Regions from separate parts of the Xenopus laevis genome. Here region 2 is linked to region 1. A link is a contact called in public Hi-C data. All regions are on one chromosome and are shown on one strand. The core of a region is the stretch at or near the end of the contact, and the rest is flanking DNA. Distances in the headings are between cores, read along the strand shown. Region 1 overlaps hdac7.L (histone deacetylase 7). Region 2 overlaps hdac7.L (histone deacetylase 7).

Region 1 (2,559 bases), core at 40-2,539:
TTCGTCCATCACTAATGATAAGTATATTGGTAATAAAGAAGTGGCAAACTGGTAATGAATAAAATATATTGTTTGACCAATTTAGTTTTATTGAGCTAGTCAGTGTTTTTGAGCTACAATTGTGCACGTTTCATGTGTAACAGTCAGCTGAACATGAGGGACTAATGGGCTAATTTACTAAAATTCAGATTTCTATTTTTTTCACAAATCATTTTTTTCTCTAAAAATGCATGCTTTTTTAATTTCTCCAAAAATCTAAAGGTTTGAAATTTATTAAGTGTAAAAAACCACGAAATACTCTAATGCAATACTTTGGCAAGTAAAAGCAGACAAGGTCCTATAGAAGTCAATGGGAGCTGTGCTGGTATTATTGGACATTGTTTTAGCCATTCAGACTTGGGTTTTCGGATTTTTTTATGCTAGCACAACTTGAATTTTTAGAGTTTCTAGAGGTTTTTGTATCTTTTAGTGCATTGTTCAGTGTTTTTTTTTTTGTTTGTATTTTTTATATTTGGATCTTTTAATAATTTTCATGGCATATTAGAGAATAGTGTTTAATCATGGTTTCAAAAAGCTCTAATACCACTAAAATTCAACCTTTAGTAAATAGGCCTCCCAGTGTCAGTTAAGGTAAAATGTGGAACCATAATGGATTTATAGGGGCTCAGTGCATCATATGCCACTGGGTGGTGTAATGGTTCTACTCTACATACTGAAATCAACACATATTTTCTGCATTAGTTACCATATGACACTTGATAAGGAGGGTTGGCAGGAAATGTGATGTGGTACATTAATTAGAGACAGCATTAAAAAAACTGCAGACCACTGACCAGTGTAAACGTTTTGGTTTAGTTTCCCTTAGGAATAAAATACACTATATAGAAAAAACTTATTCAGACACCTCTTCTAAAATTGAATGTCCTCAGCTGGAACTCTTACTGCCGAGTTCCAAATCTTTTTGGAAGTAACTTCAGCTCAAGAGAACTATTCATTGGGAACATGACTTTTTTTTATAGTAAGCAGCCTATATCACCTACTGTACCAACACCCTGTGCAATTTAAGGCCACTATCCAGAGCAGACCCCGCAGTCGCAGGGGGGCCTGGAGAAAAGGGGGGCTTGGACTGCGGGGTCTGCTTCCTCTATAGCCGACAAGAACTCTCCCTTCCCAAGCCGCTCTATTACCAGCAGTGGGGAAGCAGAGGGCGTCCGCACGAGGTGGATAGTGGGCGGAGTTTGGGTGGGAAGTGGGCAGACTCTGGATGGAAAGTGGGCGAAGATGGGAAGTGGGCGGGAGGCTGTGTGCTGAGCCCTTCTGAAGATTTTTTTGCAGGGGGGCCCGGTGCACTTCGGTTATGCCACTGCCCGTGGAAATGCTATCTTCACCATGAGATAGGCTGGCAGACAAAGTATAGGTTTGGGAGAAGCAAGAAGAAGCAGCTGGCTTAAATACATAATTACTTCAAGGAATAAAACTTTGGAGCAGTTAATTGCGTTTTAGTCTCCAGTGAAAACACACCTTGACTCAGTGTACAATGACATTCTTGAACACCAACTGGGAGCCAAGCTTTATTGCCCAGCATGTTCCCAGCCTCACTTACTGTATGTTATTTTAGAAACAAAACCCAAGAACAATGTTCCAGCATCTAAAGGATGAGGCCACTGAGAGCAACATCCAAGGGGTTGGCGAACTACATGTTGCTCGTAAGCTACTAGTTGGGGACAACTGCCTTATAATGTAGCAAGTGAAGGAATACAGGGTTATGGAAGATAGCTCATAGTACAAGTTGATCCAGGGACTAATCCGATTGCCATTTTGCAGTCAGGAAGGATTTTTGTTCCCCTCTCAAGCAAATTGGAGAGGCTTCATATGGGGTTTTTTTTGCCTTCCTCTGTATCGACTAGCAGTTAGGCAGGTTAAAAAAGTTAAATGGTTGAACTTGATGGACGTGTGTCTTTTTTCAACCTAACGTACTATGTGAGTATGGATCCACTTCTCCCACAGTGTGCCCGTATCAGCACGCCATATCTATTTCTCCAACTTCACAATTCCTACACTCTGCAGACAGGAAGCTCCATTTGTTATTTTTCCTGTTGATTTTTGCCTTCTGTGATTCAGTTTCCTCGTTGTGTTATAGTTTCCTTTTTGCATTGTAATCTAGGCAACAATATATTTTCTTGTATGCGAGAGATTTGTGTAGCAGTTTCCCTGTTTCTTCTCTCTCCACACTACAATTTCCTATTGAATAAAAGCTCGGCAGTATATTTACAGTATAATTTCCAAGTGACATGCCAAATACATGGTCCCTTTTTCCTGTAAATACAAAATATTATGATCTGGGTTACAGTGTCCCTGTGGATTTCCAGCTCTGTGTTTAATTCACATGCAGGCTTTGTTGTATGAGGAATGAATTACTGAACCCATAAACTAAATTGTTTTCCAAAGTGATGAATGGGCAGCTTTAGCAAACGTTTAGGATGCAGCTATTTGCCACTTTTAATTATCAATCCAAACTCCAGATACTTTATTGAGCTTAAGTGAATTTTCTGTTCTGTT
Region 2 (2,559 bases), core at 41-2,540, 160 kb before region 1:
GGTTTGAGGTGCAGAATGTGATGACTGGTAAAAATGAAGAATAAGCTTCAGAATGCTCGAGGAACGTTTCTAAAAGCGATATCCCATGTGCATTAATGTACCGAGTATAATCCACTGATTTATAAAAGATACTGATTCTTACTTGGTTTTCCTTTATCCTTGTTCACAAGCTGCCGTAAATTTGGTTCTGCATTCCGACAGGCTGGCTCTGTACCCAGCTATGAGAGAGAACACGCAATTATATTACAAAACTATAGCTGTAGTAAAGAACAGATGTCGAGACTAGTCTACAGCAAACCTGCAGCTGGAATATTTACACCTTTATATTCCTTTCCAGGTGTTGCTGTTTCTTCTTTTCTTTTTCAAATATTTTATTGAAGTTTTACCATAAAACAAGCAGAATCAAAACGCCGCCTGTTAAGATGCAGTCATGAAGACATATATAACAAATGTAGTTGGTGTTTCTTTAACTAAAGAGAGTATAGCTACTTGTGTGCACAGTTTATTGCTGTCTGCACATCTGCATTTATCCATATAATTAAGAGTATAACAAATACTATACTATGCTGTTATGAAATCTTGATGCAGTCCTATTTATCTTTCTATGGTCAAGAGTAAACAACAAAAATGGATTACAAAGACCTACCCGCAATTGGTGTTCCACTGGCTGGTGCTGGGAGAGATTTGAGTAGAGCTGTGGCTGGGATTGTTTGATGGGCAGAAGTGTTGGCTCAGTGTGATGACCAAGGCGATGGACAATCTGGAATGCCATGGGATTCGCCTGAGTCAAGATTGTGCTGACTGGGGCACTCAAATCCACTGCAAGACAAAAAGCACCATAACATGAGCTGGGCCATCGTTATCAACATTAAACTTAAGGCTTTTCTGGAGTGGCATCAAATTCTATACATTATTGTGGTTATTAATGTATTACATCTTCTATAAAGGTTGCACAGACGACGTGCAATCCAACGACTAGTGCCAAGAATGATACCATGGACGTGCCCTTCTTGTACTTAATAAAAACATAAACAACAATTCTTAGAACTGGCCAGTATAATATACCCATATGATTGCCCTTTTCCCTTAAATTTAGAGCAGTCACCGTGGAAGCCTTATATGGAATATGTGTATGTTTATGTAAGATATAACAACAGGGACATAGCTGTACCTGTTCCCATGACATGGTTATGTCTTTTAATCCCATTCCCAGAAAGAATGGTCTTGTTTATTCTACCAGGTTCTTTCCTCAACAAGGTGACACTTCAACACAAAAGCAGTAAAGAGGTGTTATGTTAGCTGTGCGACAAAGGGACACAGGCATTCCGCAATGTATGGCTGCTTCTTATACAAGCTGCTTCTGTACAAATACACTGTAGGTGTGTTGGAGCCCTTTGCACTAGCTTAAACCTGTGCGAGCTGCCCTTTGTCAGTGTCACGATTTTGTAATCTATATATAGCATTGACTACACAATTGTTTTACCTACAGAGCTTCCCTGAATACTTGGGGAAGTGGGGGCAGAGAGAAACATGCTTGGACTCCGTGAAGTTTTCAAGCTCTCTAAAGACGTAGGTACTTTTATCCAGTGCGTGTTAGTTTAGGTTGGATCTCATCAGATAATGAAGCTTATTTAATAGAGAATGGCACACTACCAACAAAAAGAATAATAGCTCACCAACAGTATTGAGGGGGCTGGGTGCTCATGCCCCAGACCTTCAGCTTCACAGATGGAAGGTAGCTAATAGGACTCAACACCAGGTATAGACAGACATAGATTTTATTGCAGGAACATAATCAAATAGCTTGAGTGTTTTGTGTCTTGATTTCTAATGTATATTTTGAAGCACAAAATGCCACAGTGTTTTGTCTATGTTTCTGCAATAGAATCCAGATAGCAAATCAAGGAACGAAACGCGTAAGGCTTTGTTCTTTCATCTGTGTTCTAACAATTAAATCTACATATCAAATCAAAAGCACAAAACGTGACTGATTTTCATCTATGCTCCTGTAATAAAATTTAAGGCATGAAAGGCATAAGGCTTTTGTCTTTTGTCAGTCCAATAAAATATACATTTTAAATCGGGCACAAAACGCATAGGGCTTTCGTCTATATAACCACAATTAAATCTCAGAGCTAAGGTTTGCTAGGAACTGTGTTGCCATTTAAGGAGGTCTTGGAAACCAGTTAAGTGAAAAGTAGAATAAATAAACAAAGCAGAGCACTAAACATTTTGGTAAACATCAGATAACTATATACAGAAAATCTCCCAACATAATGATTATTTAATGACCTAAGGCTTGAGATACACCTCAAGTGACACTAGGGCACTTATGACTGGCAGGGGTGCACAGTTGGGAGATATGCAAGCAGCCTCCTACTAATAAAATGAGTGGCTCAGCACCCCATCTAAGAATAGAGCTGATTTACAATGTATGGAGCAATGTGCAAAAAACTTGCACAAAGCAGTACTCTGTACATGGCACCATAATGTGCAGCAAATTGTACTCCTAGAATGAGCTGCACCTCACTCTAATTTATTGGCGTTTGGCAGCACTGC

What was found. Hi-C and Micro-C count contacts between places; a contact is called where the count stands out from the background.
Region 2: a contact with region 1 is called in a Hi-C map of the XTC cell line, with 4 times the contacts expected there. The contact joins two enhancer-like sites. A contact is called at or near these places in 2 of 4 Hi-C or Micro-C datasets (the XL177 cell line and the XTC cell line).

What each region holds. Positions count from the first base shown.
Region 1 is chr2L:151,830,876-151,833,434 of Xenopus_laevis_v10.1, reverse strand. The region is part of intron 1 of hdac7.L (histone deacetylase 7); the gene reads right to left. Among protein-coding and RNA genes, the nearest start is that of hdac7.L, 9.2 kb to the right of the region's middle. Within about 2 kb of position 1,289, at least 1 of the 7 cell types and tissues checked has an H3K27ac peak or open chromatin away from gene starts, as enhancers often do.
Region 2 is chr2L:151,986,597-151,989,155 of Xenopus_laevis_v10.1, reverse strand. It overlaps hdac7.L (histone deacetylase 7), which reads right to left. Exons shown (of 26, transcript XM_018247526.2): 4 at 647-819; 5 at 143-218. The coding sequence starts at 772. Among protein-coding and RNA genes, the nearest start is that of LOC108708625, 69 kb to the left of the region's middle. Within about 2 kb of position 1,290, at least 1 of the 7 cell types and tissues checked has an H3K27ac peak or open chromatin away from gene starts, as enhancers often do.